Regions from separate parts of the Mus musculus genome. Here region 1 is linked to region 2. The links are chromatin contacts, called in public HiChIP or PLAC-seq maps. All regions are on one chromosome and are shown on one strand. The core of a region is the stretch at or near the end of the contact, and the rest is flanking DNA. Distances in the headings are between cores, read along the strand shown. Region 1 overlaps Gm36924 (a long non-coding RNA gene). Region 2 holds the start of Extl3 (exostosin-like glycosyltransferase 3).

Region 1 (7,020 bases), core at 929-3,428, 470 kb after region 2:
CAAGCCTAAGCCAAAATTATGGTCCATGTAATATGCTCTGCTTTGGTTACTGGCCTTCCTAATTGAGTCCCTGTGTCCTTCCAACTGTCATTAAGATAGGTCAGGCACATAGCCTTCTATTTTAGTAACAACTGAATCATGCATTTGTTGGTATATAATCTGAACCCTTAAAACCACGGTCAGAATACTCCCAATGTTAAAAATTAAACAAATGCTATCCGAGTACAAACAAAGGTAGCTAGTGAGTCCACAGGCAAAGTCAAAGACTGACAGCTAACACTTGCAGTTGGAAGGCCTTTGGAGCTGTGTCCTTGGGTCATATCTTACCCAGTGGCAGTAGCAGTGGGCAATCTATTACTGGGGAGGAGCCAGAGAGCCAACATCCGCAGCTGTGGACATGGACAACGGACTATCTAGGCACTCTCCATGGGAAACTAAAGGCACGCTTGTTTTCAGCCCTATATTTTAGTCACTATGTAGGGTTTGTATTTGTCCCATGGTCTTCCACATTCTTCAATATAACTTAGGGCTCCCCAGTATCTTGGGGGAGGGGAGGGTTCTCCTACATTGTGAAACATTTGGCACTGAACTTGTAACACAACCACCATGAAAAGGAGACCCTCACTCATTCTGGTAGAGGTAGATGCTTGTGTAACTCTTTTAGAGAGAATCCTATATTTACTCTCCAGAGGAGTCTTACACTTGTTTATTAGTTTCAATCTGGTAATTCCACTTCTCAGAGACTTATCTTAAAGAAACAATGAGAATGGCAGCAAGATGCTCCACTGGCAAAGGCCTGGCCAAACTGAGTTTGATCCCAGAAACCCATGTGAAGGTGTGACGAGCTAACTGCATAAATTTATCCTCCCTCTTACATCTTACACACACACACACACACACACACACACACACACATGACCACGTGTGGGCTATGGTAAGCCCGCCTTCCATTTTCTTGGATTTATCCCAGTTCCCTCCCTTCACTCTTGTGAATGCTATCAACTTCCTTATTAGAACAGAAACTGGATATGATGACCGTAATAGGCACCGATGGGACGGGACGGTGGAGGCTGGGGTGGGACTGGGGCTTAGGCTGGCAAGGTGCATGGTTCAGGCTGCTATGTTCCAAGGCTGGAGGCCATCCTGGGGACAGCCTGGATAGTAAGCACTGACAGCCAAGGACGGACTGATCAAAGATGGCTGGCTGGTTGGAGGCGAAGACCAGAATAGAAACTAAAGCAGCAGTCAAGGTGCCAGGAGGTCAAGGCGAGTCTGAAACTGGTTCTCCTTCCAGGATGTTATCAGTAAACCATAAACCAGATTAGGAACCCAGGAAGTCAGGAAGGTGAGTGAGTCAAGGTGTGTTTGTGACCTGATTTGAAGACAGGCTTGTTTGCCTTTCTGAATCCTTCAGGGCAGGAACTGGGGTCATGGGCTATCCCAGGCACACAGAGAGCAGCTGGAGGAACAACTGTGGAGGACTACGTGGCTGTGGGTGGGTCCTGGGTATGAGGGACGGGAAGCCCTGGCAGTGCCACTGAGAGGACTATTTGGCTAGACTCACTGCAGGGAGCTTTTAAATAAATCCCAGAGTTCAGCCACACCCCAGGCCAATTATATTGGAATGTCTGGGGGTGGGGCTCAGAGTCAGTTGTTAATGTTTCCTTGGTGATTTAAATGTTCAGCGGGAGAACCTGGTGGGATCTCAGATCTGCTCCTTACAGAGGGTGCAGGTGGGGGATCAAGTGACCAGCCAGTAATTACGAAACAAACTTTTTTTTTTTAAGTGTCTAAAGAAATACTTAAGCCATTGTAAATATATGGGAGTATTTCTATTCTTTTATTTTATTGGGTCAGAAGTCTTACCATGTAGCTCTGGCTGGTCTGGAAGGAAGTCGTCCAGGCTAATCCAGGCTGGCCTCAACTCACAGAAGTCCTCCTGGCTCAGCCTCCCAAGTGTTGGGATTGATTACAAGGGTGCACCAATATGTTTGGTTACTGGCACAGGGGATGGAACAGAGGACTTTGTACATACCAGGCAGGCATTCTATCAATTGAGCCTGACCTGGTTCCAGATGGTTTTGATCAGAGATTTCTAAAGGCATAGTGATACTGTGGGAAGTGACTGGCCCCTGACATACAGGTCAGTCTCCTTCAGCACACATTTACTAACACTTGCAGTTAGGATCCACCTCAGTGAACACTGTCCTTCGTCAATGCTGCCAAAGGCACTATGAGGCCAGCAGTCGACAGCCTAGCTTTGCAGGTGCAGAGTCTAAGGGGAAATGGCTTCCCAAGGTTACAGACGAGCACAGAGTCGGGTGTGACTCCAGGATTTCTGACACAAACTGCCCTTTCTAGCTCTTTGCTGACTTGACTGCCCTCCACTGAACGACTGGGCTCTGATTATGCAGAGAGACACAAAGAGATCTAGTCCATTCTCCCCCTTGAGAGATGGACAGGGCTGGTGAGATGGCTCAGCAGTTAGGAGCACTGACTGCTCTTCCAAAGGTCCTGAGTTCAAATCCCAGCAACCACATGGTGGCTCACAACCATCCGTAATGAGATCTGATGCCCTCTTCTGGAGTGTCTGAAGACAGCTACAGTGTACTTACATATAATAAATAAATAAATAAATAAATATTAGAAAACATACCTTTAAAAAAAAAAGAGATGGACAGTTGTCTCCATATTCAAACACAATGAAGTTGGGTATGAAGGCTCATACCTGGAGTCACAGCATTCAGGAGGATTGTCACAAGTTAGAGCCCAGAGTAGGATTGTGGGGGTGGGAAAACCTGATAAGCTCAGTTGGTAAGACACTTCCCTAGCATGCCTGAAACCCTGGATCTGGTTCCCAGAGTGTGCAGTCATAGCCGATGATAGGCTCTCTGTTGGAGAGGTGGAGGTCAGAAGGTCAGAAATTCAAGGCCATCCTTGGGCACACAGCTAGTTTGAGGCCAGCCTGAACTACTGAGACCCTGCTTTAAATACATCACCACCGGGCTGGAGAGATGGCTCAGCAGTTAAGAGCACTGACCGCTCTTCCAGAGGTCCTGAGTTCAATTCCCAGTGACCACATGGTGGCTCACAACCCTCTATAATGGGGTCCGATGCACTCTTCTGATGTGTCTGAAGACAGCTACAGTGTACGCATATAAATAAATAAATCTTTTAAAAAAATACATCACCACCAAAACAAATCCCCAAAACCCTGGTGGCTCATGCCTTTAATCTCAGCACTCAGGAGACAGAGACAGAGGATCTCAATAAATTTGAGGCCAGACTCCAGAGTGAGTTCCAAGACAGCCAAGGCTACACAGAGAAATCCTATCCAGAAAAACCAAAAAGGTAAAAAAGAAAAAGAAAATGAAAGAAAAAGAGAGAGAGAGAGAGAGAGAGAGAAAGAGAGAAACCCTAAGGTTAATGAATGCCGAGAGAAAGTTTCACCTGTGCTCATGGACACACCTTGTCTTCCTCTCTGCTCTTCACCTGGAATGCTGCCCTTGTGCCTTCCTGCCTCACCTGAGGGCAGAAGAGAATGGAAAATGTTCACATGGCTGGGTTCTCAACTGACACCGGCCTCGGAAGTAATTTTCCTTCCCAAACTGGGATTTGTTTCCGTCCCTCTGTGTTTTACACCATCTTGAATGTCTGAAGTCTCCGTGACTCATGCTATAATATCTGCCACATTCTTTTTAGACACAGGGCATTTCTGCAATGTCACTTATTACCCCTCCCCCACCCCCACCCTCCCCTCCGTCCTTCCTTCCTTCTTTCACTCTCTCTGTCTCTCTCTTCTCTCTAATAATGTTTTAGCTAGCCCAGGCTAGCCTTGAACTCACTATGTAACCATAGATGGCCCTGAACTTCTGATCCTCCAGCTTTACGTTAGGATACAGGTGTGACCCACCAAACTCAGTTTATGGAGTGCTGCAGATTGGACCCAGGGCCTCTTTTCTGCTAGGTGAGCCCCCTACCGACTGAGTCACATTCCAGCCCCTCTTACCTTCCTGATTTTTCCTGGATCTTTATAACTGGAGATGACAAAAATCTATGGAGTCAAAGACTATTTCCGTTTGGGAAACAAGCTATTTCCAGCAATCTTTCAAATTAAATGGAGGGTCCAAAGTGTCTCTTATCAGTGCTGGTCTAGTTAAGAGCTATATCAGAGCTATAATAGTTGCCTGGGAGGGGGGTGGTCACCCTAGTAAGGACTTGGGACTGGGGGCTGTAGGAGGTAGTAGGTCTGATCCTAGGCAGGCTAGGCCAGTAGGGGTTCAGGCAGATAGGACCAATTAAAAGGGCAAGGAAGGCCTCAAGGGAAGTGTTTGTAGATTCCTGTTTATTCACTTTCCTTAATTCTAACAAATTACCTGAAGCTGGGTCCTTTACAAAGAAAAAAGGTTTGTCTAGCTTACTGCTTTATAGGCTGAAAGACTAAGATGGCACGGTGCCCTCATTTCAGCTTCCTTGGCTGTGTTGTTTGGTATCAGCATGAGCAGGACACTTAGAGGGTGAAGTGGGAACCAGAATGCCACCTAGACTTTCCAGCTCGCTCCATCAACAATCAATCCCGTCACAGGATGAAGTCCCAGTGAGCTACTCACCTTCCACAAGGACCCAGCTCTCTTCCTCCCTCCCTCCCTCCCTCCCTCCCTCCCTCCCTCCCTCCCTCTCTCTTTCCCTCCCTCCCTCTCTCTCTCCCTCCATTCCTCCCTCTCTCCATCCCCCCCTTCATCCCTTTCTTTCTAGAGATTTTTGGGTTTGGGTTTCTTTCTAAAGATTTACTTATTTCAGTTTTACGTTTTGTTTTGTTTTGTTTTTTGCCCTGATCACTTGCATGCAGTACCAGCAATGGCCAGAAGAGGGTACTGGACCAGAAGAGGGTACTATGGCTGGAGTTACAGACAGTTGTATGCCACTGTATGAGTGCTGGGAACTGAATCCAGGTCCTCAAGAAGAGCAGTCAGTGCTCTTGACCTCTGAGCCTTTTCTCCAGCCCAAGAAAACTCTTAAAGGTTCCATTCTCACATAGCCACAGTGGAGGCCAGACTTCCAACATGGGTTCTGCGGAAGGATAAACTATATTCAAACACAGTTGGTCTTGTCCCCCTCCCCTCCCCCCCACCCGGGCCCTGTAATTAGCTCGGGCTATGTAGTGAGATTCTGTTTCAAAACAAAACAAAACAAAACGACACAACACAACACCCAAAACCAAAACCAATAGTAGGGAGCTGGGGCTGTAGCTTAGTAGGTAGAACACTTTCCTCACACGCTTGAAGCCTGGTTTATGTCTGTAGTGTCAAATAAACTGGGCATGGTGCTGAAAAACCAGCACTTCCTGTGAAGGTAGGAGAATTAGAAGTTCAAAGTTACCCTCAGTTACATAGTGATTTTGACACCAGACGGGGCTTGGTGAGACCCAGTCTACAGAACAAAACCCAAACCCTCCATACTTTCCTGTGTGACTTCCAAGGTAGCTCAGGTGAGTGCCTGGAGAGATGGCTCAGCAGTGTAGAGTCTTTGCTGCTCGTGCAAAAGACCCGGGTTCTGTTCCCAACACCCACACAGAGGCTCATAACTGGCTGTAGTTCCAGTTCCAGGGAATCTAATACCCTTTTCTGACCTCCACAGGCACCAGGTACATATGTGGTGCATACATATACATGCAGGCAAAATACACATAAGCATAAAATAACACAAGAAATAAATCTATGAACAAGTAAATCTATTAAATAAGTAAAGAGTAACCGGCAAACAAATAAACAAATGCTCACCCGACTGGCACAGGTCTAATTGTCCAGTTCCTGAAAGGTCAGGATCAGAAACTGCCTGTCTCTCCTGGGGTTAACCTGTCTTTATTCTCTAGCTAGGGTGTTTATTCAGCATTTTAGGAGGAGAAAGCCACCCAGGTGTTGTATCTATAGGCCAATGAGATGAGAGAGGACCCTGATGGGCCAGGTAGGAGGTAAGAAGACCCCAATTCATCATCGTAGCTGTACATAATATACCCTGAACTAGAGCCTGCTTTGGCCAACCAGAGGTCAGCAGACAGGAAGGGCACTCAGCTGAGGTGACCTGCAGTGCTTGTGTATGTGGAGTGAAGGAGCCAGCCTGGTCCAAACCAAGGGAAACATAGAGAGTGAGCGACAATAGTAACCATGAGGTGTCTTATAAGGCGTGGTGTGTCTTATAAGGCGTGGTGTGGTGCGGGGGAGGGAAGGAGGACACTGTTGTACAGGGCGGGAGCAGAGGGCAGAGTGGCAGGGCAGACGTGCCTGGCGGTGTGATGGGGGCTGGGCAAAGTGATCACACCCAGCCAGACTCTGCTGTGAGTGTAGAGCTGAGAGGATTTCCTGTTGGTCATGGGATAAAGAAGGCACTATCGTCTTCACCCAGTGCTCAGTCCAGTGGTGGCATAGAGTACATTCACGCGGAGCACCGTGCATGCGTGCGGGGGTGGGGGGCGGAGCAGGGAGGGGGAAGAGAGGAGGAGGAGGGGAAGGGGAGAGGGATCTTTCATGTAGCCAGACTAGCCTCAGATTCCCATCGGTTACAGGTAGTTGCTGCCATACTTAGCATTAGCATCCGCGGAGCCGTGTGATGGGTAAATCTGCTCCATCTGAGCTGGGTTTTCATAGCTCCCATGACCTTGACCTTCAGGGAAGAAATCCTCAATCCTTGTTCCAGTTATAAAATTCCAGTTATAAAACTGGAATGCCTCGCCTGCCCTTTAAATCAATCCCCAGACTTGTGAGATGGCCCAGAGGATAAAGGCACTTGCAGGCACTTGCTGTGCAAGTTCTATGACCTGCGTTCATCCTTGTTACCCACACAACAGAAGGAGAGAGCAGCCTTCAAAACGTTTTTCTCTTACCTCTACCCAATACACCCTGGCATGAGTGTGCACTTCCACTCATACATAGAACAATTAAAATTAAAAATGAAATACACACACCACTCATGATGGCACCAAGCCTTTAATGCCAGAGCTCAGGAGGCAGATGCAGATGGAGC
Region 2 (6,614 bases), core at 93-2,592:
AAACTGAGCCAGCCATGGGAAACGAGCCAGTGAACAGCCTAACTTCAAGGCCTCTGTTTCAATTTCTGCCTCCAAGGGCCCTGCCCTGCTTTAAAGTTTATGCTTCAGCTTCTTTCAATAATAAACTGTGACTGGGATGTGTACGCCTAATAAACCCTTTCCTCCCCAAGTTGCTTTTGGTCGTGGTGTTTTATCATAGTTACAAGAGAGTAAAATAGGATAGATGAGGGAAAGAGCGGAGCCTGACTTGGAGATGGGTGGAGAGATCAGGAGATGAGGAGACTGCTCCAGAAAATCAACTGTCAGGGTTTTAAAAATGTTTTGTTTTGCAAAGGGAATGGTTAACTCAGTCTGCCGTGGGAGTGGAATCCTGTTTTCTCAGCCTCCCTGTCCTGAGCACTGGGTCTGGGTGCTCCCAAGAAGGGCAGGTGGAAGGGTCAGCAGCTGTGAAACCATCTCTGGGGTGCAGTTCTCCTTAAAGTAACAGACCACCCAAGCACAGGGATGGAAATGAGCTAACCTAGCTGGGTGTGTCTGGACTCTGTGGAGGAAGCCCTGGGGCAATAGCCTTGTTTTGGGGGACTCAAATAAATACGGAGAAGCAATCTGACTTTAAACTATACTACAATTGTTAATTTTAATAGATGAGTTTGAACTGTTTTCTAAATTAACTCGTGCTACTTTTAAAATTGATCCTATCTCCTCCCTCTTTCCTTCCCTTCTCCTCCTCCCCCCCCCCCCCCCCCCGGTCTCTCTCTGCCTCCTCTGAGCCCTCCCTGCCCCTGCCCCCCCTTCTCTCTATATTCTCTCTGTAGTAGAAGGGTCTTCCCAATTCCCAAACCACAGAGCCTGGCTTTAAAGTATTTAAAAGATACTCCTTTTAGTCCATAACTTGCAAGGTTGATTAATCTGTTTTGCAAAGCCGGGGATTTTTTTTCCCCCTAAGCATCTACTCAGCCCCGCCCTTTATTTGCAGCTAAATATTTAAAAGTGTTTCAGAACTGTGGGTCATTGCTAGCACGGGGTACCACATTTGGGCATGGGCTTATTTTTAGGTTGAGGGTTACCCAGATTAATGGGGCCTCTTCTCCAGGCTCCTGGCCCTTCTCACAATCACTGGCACCCAGCCTGCGCCTGGGATCCAGGAGGGCAGAGCCCACCGCCCCCCTCCGCCTGTGCCTTCGGACGCGTCCGGAAAGTCACGAATGTCTCTGCGCTTTCCTCTCGCTCGGCAGACGCAGGTTCGGCCGTTTCCGGCCCATCTTCGGCAAGTTCCGCCGGCGCGGGTCGGAAATGGCCGCCGGCCGGCAGGGGGAGTGGAGGATCCGGCCGGCAGGGGGAGTGGAGGATCCGGCGCGGCCTGGGAGGCGCGCAGCCGGCGGCCAGAGCGGCTTGTGGGAAGCGGACTTTCACGCAGGCAACGGCGGTGGCTCGTTACTGACTGGAAGCCGGTAGGAGTCCGGGCGGCATGGAAGCCCGAGGACCCGGGCAGGGCTGGAAAGGCTGGTGGGAAGCACCGGGCAGCCTTGAGCTTGCGGCTGTGGCGGGCGGGGGCACGAGCGGCGGTGCCTGGGAGCTGCGGCGGCGGCGCAGCCGGGTAGGCCTGCCCCGCGCGGGGGCCTCGCTCCGCTGGGGCCGGGCACTAGCGGCCCACGGGAACATCTCCCGTGGAAGCGCAGCCTTCAGCTCCCCGCGATCACTCCCACATCTGGCCGCTTCTCCTCGGCACAGCTGCGCGCCGCTGCCCGTCGGGCTCTTCTCTCCAGGTGGCCACTTCCTGCCAGGGGTCCAGGTGTTGCTGTGCTCTGTGTCCTCCCGGGGCCTGGGTGTGCCACAGCTGAGGGATTGGGGGTCCCCGTGACGCCCCACATGGAGTGACTGTTCTGTTGGCGACAGCCCCATGTCAGAGCCCGAGAAGCTGGGCAGCACCGAGTGTTTGCCCTAGTCCATAGTGAGCAGCTGCTTAGCCTCTGTTGAGATATCCACGGCCCTGAGCCCACTGAAAGTCGATGGGTGTCAGCCTCCAGCCTGGATCGCTGCTCTTTAAATTCTCAAGGCCTTTAATAGATCCTCTTCTTTTGGGGAAGAGGAAAGTCAATATGTGATTTAAGAGGTGGCAGTAAGCGGTTCTTCACTTTTGTCTTGTTCTTGTTCCACTTGGAGAGTCTGGCATTTCAAGGCTGGACTTCTTGACCCTCTCTCTTCTACCCTCCCTCCCTTCCCATCCATCCATCCATCCATCCATCCAAGCAGGCTTGGAGGTTCCTGTCTATTGCTCAACAGTTAGCTTTCCCCTCTGACTCAATGACTATAACTCTCTGTAGAGTCTGGGATGGTGGTTCTTCCCTGGGGCATTGATAATCTTGAGTGAAACTAGACTTTCTCAACAGCTTATTCCAGCAGAGGACTTTTATATAAATCGTAATGAAAGAAAAACCACTTTCTTAAACTCTTACTTGGTGTGTTAAACATATCTATTTCCTGTGAGGATTTCCAGATCTTTGCCCGTGGAGAGCCTGAAGAGCCTGAAGAGTTGACGTTAGTCTGAATGCTTTCTGGAGGAGACCTAGAATTGTGGCTATTAAGAATTGTGTGTGGGTGTTTTGTTTTGTTTGGTTGTTGGAGATAGGGTCACGCTGTAGCCCAGGCTGACCTGGAGTTCTTGGTGAGCCTGTTGCTTCAGCCTCTGCAGTGTTGGGATTATAAAGCTGGAGCCACCAAATCCAGACCTAGCATCTTCAGAATCCTTGAGACACCAGTTTGGACACCAAAGGTGAAGGTAGAACTAACAAAAAGCTTTGTGTGTGTGTGTGTGTGTGTGTGTGTGTGTGTGTGTGTTTATTCTCATCCTCACTTTCTAGAAGAAAAAACCATTATTAAGTACCTGGTGTCTGTTGGAATCTCTTAGTGATTAGGTCTGAGAGCTTTGTTTTTTGCCTGTGAGAGTAAAAGACCTCAGTAACCAGGTGGGAGAGAAAAATGGACTCTAGAAGAGAGGGGGAGGTCTAAAATAGGCTAGTAGCTTTCAGAAGGAAGTGTGCAGGTTGGAAAACGCTGTGCTGTGTGAAGGCGCTAGACCAGGGTGTGGGGTGTGTAGGCAGGCAAGAGGCTCACCAGGAGTTCCAGGCCAGCCTGCTATAAGCCATGATCTCTAGCCTAGTGGGAAAGGTCAGTGAGAGGTGGGGAAGGAGTGAAGCAGGGCCTGTCAGTTGAGTGACTGAGTTGGTTTGCTTCTTTACCTGTGGAACCCAGGGCTTCCCACATGCTGTACGGCACGCCCTCTACCATTGAGCTACAGCCTTTGCTTTGGTGGTAGCTGGAGAGGGGTTAAAGGTATTGTTTAAAGTAAAATAAGGTATTAGAAATAAGAGTGTCTCACCAGATGGAGTCCCGGTGAGGCTCTAATTGTCTCTGTACATAGTTCAGTGTGAAGCAAGGACTAAGAACCAAGGCTGCCGGGCACCTTTAATCCCAGCACTTGGGAGGCAGAGGCAGGCGAACTTCTGAGTTCAAGGCCAGCCTGGTCTACAAAGTGAGTTCCAGGACAGCCAGGACTACACAGAGAAACCCTGTCTTGAAAACACACACACACACACACACACACACACACACACACACACACACACACAAACCAAGGCTCTTCCATCAAAAGTTCTAAAACTACTCAATAATATTTGCTGGAGAACTAAGTTGAGTTGAGAAAGTTCTTGGTGAGTTGTTTCTTTGCAGGCAGGTTCTAGTAGCACATGCCTGAAACCAGCTTGCTAGGTGTACCAGGAGTCCAAGGTCATCGTTAGCTACATAGGAGAGTTTGTAGCCAACCTAGGTTACACGAGGCCTATGTCAAAAAATAAGCCAACCAACAAACATTTTATTTACATTCATTTCCTTTTACTTTTGGTATCTGCTCCCTTTGAGAATCTGTGATAATGGGACAGCTGAGCAAACGGGAAAGACTTTTCACGTGTTATAGGTTCCATGAAATAGCAGATTGTGTGCAGATGAAGTTGAGAACTCAAGGACAGAGGTAGACTAACGTGTGAGCATTGTCTTCTCCTGCCTGAACCTCTTAGACGCACCTTTTGTGATTGAAGTCTTTCAGGTGTCTTGGGTGATATAAGTAGGTGTAAAAGAAGCTGGAGCTCTTAAAAAAGAAATCTCTATTAAAATTTATTTTTATTTATACGAGTATACTGTAGCTGTCTTCAGACACACACCAGAAGAAGGCACCAGATCCCATTACGGATGGTTGTGAGCCACCATGTGGTTGCTGGGAATTGAACTCAGGACCTCTGGAAGAACAGTCAGTTCTCTTACCCGCTTGAGCTATCTTCTTTAAAAAAAAAAACAAAAAACAAAAAACAAAAAAACAAACCAAATCTGTAGCCTTGAGGTGCAGAGGGACAGAGAGACTCATTTAATAGTGTGGCTCCTCTATATAGTCTATAATGTGTGTTGTAGGGTATTGCTCAGAGGCATCCAAATGAACCATTAAAATCCCAAGGATGGGGGCTGGTGAGATGGCTCAGCGGGTAAGAGCACTGACTGCTCTTCCAAAGTTCTTGAGTTCAAATCCCAGCAACCACATGGTGGCTCACAACCACCCGTAACAGGATCTGATGCCCTCTTCTGCTGCAGTCTGAAGACAGCTACCATGTAGTTACGTATAATAATAAATACATCTAAAAAAATAAATGAATAACATCCCAAGGATGGAGCCATACAAAGGAGAGCAGCACATACATAATATAGTGTAGAATCTAATCTGTTTAGTAGTTAATACCTGCACGTATCCCAGAGATCAAGTCTGGGTGCAGTAAAGTGTGGAAAAGCATGTGGTCTAGGAAGCCCAGTGTCTGCCCTAAAGAGTCAGCACAGTTTGCATATTCTTCCATTCGGCTGAGCCCCATAACTTGGAGACTGACTGGCCATGTTAATGATTGACAGCTGCTTTGTGTGGACACTTTTACCCTGTAATCTTGTCCTCTCACGTGTTGTCATCTGAAGTGTTCCCAACTTCTTTTAAATATTTTTCTCAACAGAAATATTTCATAGCCCAAGGGAGGAATATAAAACAGAAATAGGTTGGGAATATGCCCTCAGTCTATGTAACAAGACCGCTAAACTGTGTAAGCACATGGGCCTGGAGAAATGGCTCAGTGGATAAGAGCACACATTGTTCTTGTAGAGGATTCAGGTTTAGTTCCTCAGCACCCACATCAGGTTGTTCACAACAGCCTAGATCTCCTGGCTCAACACCCTTCTGACCTCCTTGTTACGTACACAGACACACAAATAATAAATGTTTAAAAATAAATTTAAGGGGCTAGAGACCTGGCTTGGCAGTTATGAGCACTGCCTGCTCTTCCAGAGGTCCTGAGTTCAATTCCCAGCAACCACATGGTGGCTCACAACCATCTGTAATGGGATCTGATGCCTTCTTCCATGTGACTGAGGACAGTGATAGGGTCTTCATGAAATAAATAAATCTTTAAAAATAAATAAATAAAAATAATAAATCTTGAAAAAATAAATATAAATTAAAATATAAACACTGTGATGGATTAAAATAGTGTTTTTATTTGTTGTAGAAGTTCTTTGCCATTTTTGTGTTCTTTTCTTTTGGGGGGGGTTTTGTTTGTATGTTTGTTTGTTTGTTTGTTTTGAGACAGGGTTTCTCTGTGTAGCCCTGGCTCTCCTGGAACTCATTTTGTAGACCAGGCTGTCTTTGAACTCAGAAATCTGCCTGCCTCTGCCTCCCAAGTGCAGGGATACAAGGCGTGCGCCACCACGCCCGGCTTTTTTTGTGTTCTTTTCTTCTATAGAATTTATTCTTTAGGGGATGGAGAGATGGCTCAGCTGTTAAAAGAGCAATGGCTGCTCATTCTGAGGATCTGGGTTCAATTTCCAGCACCTACACGGTAGCTCGCAACTGTTTGTAACTCCAGCTTCAGGGAATCTGAGACCCTCACACAGATACATATGCAGGCAAAACCTCAGTGCATATAAAATAAAAATAAGCAAACATCATTTTAAAAAATTAAAGAATTTATTCTTCAGAGTCACTGAGGGGCTGCAGAGTGAGAAGAGTGACTTGTTACTCTTTCAGTTTTGGTTCCTAGCACTCACATGGTGGCTCATAACCATCAGTAACTCCAGTTTCAGAGGATGGTGCACTCCTCTGACCTCTGCAAGCACCAGGGCGGTATGTGGTGCATAGGCATACTTTCAGGCAAAATACTCATAGAATAAAAAAGTGAAATAAATTAAAAAACCCAGACACTGAGAGATAGGAGGCTAGACACTAACAGGCTGATGTGTGTGTTTGTGTGTGTGTGTGTGTGTGTGCGCGCGCGTGCGCGCGCGCGCGCTGAGGATTGGCAGGTAGTGGAAGACTGAATGCCCAGGAGACCTGACAACTGAAGCTACACAGAGGAGGTGGTAAGGCTCTTAAACTGGTTGGAAGTATTTACTGACCTGTCTGCATCTAAACTTTTTTTTTTCCTTAAGGATTTATTTATTGATTATACATAAGTGCACTGTAGCTGTTTCAGACACACCAGAAGAGGGCATCAGATCTCATTACAGATGGTTGTGAGCCACTATGCTCACAA

The links. HiChIP or PLAC-seq counts read pairs in DNA pulled down with a chosen protein or histone mark.
Region 1: a contact with region 2 is called in an H3K27ac HiChIP or PLAC-seq map of embryonic stem cells, with 9 read pairs. The contact joins the enhancer-like site here to the promoter of Extl3 in region 2. A contact is called at or near these places in 3 of 39 promoter capture datasets (the C10 cell line, hippocampal neurons and pre-B cells), 3 of 484 Hi-C or Micro-C datasets (CD8 T cells and embryonic stem cells), 16 of 115 datasets of contacts at active chromatin or transcription factors (the NIH/3T3 cell line, T-cell acute lymphoblastic leukemia, bone marrow-derived macrophages and 7 more) and 1 of 9 other capture datasets (embryonic stem cells).

Annotation. Positions count from the first base shown.
Region 1 is chr14:64,627,584-64,634,603 of GRCm38.p6, reverse strand. Gm36924 (a long non-coding RNA gene) reads right to left here. Exons shown (of 3, transcript XR_383509.2): 2 at 3,469-3,525. Among named protein-coding and RNA genes, the nearest start is that of Gm36924, 6.5 kb to the right of the region's middle. Within about 2 kb of position 2,178, at least 60 of the 459 cell types and tissues checked have an H3K27ac peak or open chromatin away from gene starts, as enhancers often do. A contact at or near this core is called in embryonic stem cells and pancreatic cancer cells, where this site is marked.
Region 2 is chr14:65,092,834-65,099,447 of GRCm38.p6, reverse strand. It overlaps Extl3 (exostosin-like glycosyltransferase 3), which reads left to right and starts at 1,342. Exons shown (of 7, transcript NM_018788.3): 1 at 1,342-1,451. Gm52119 (a long non-coding RNA gene) reads right to left here and starts at 78. Exons shown (of 3, transcript XR_003951142.1): 1 at 1-78.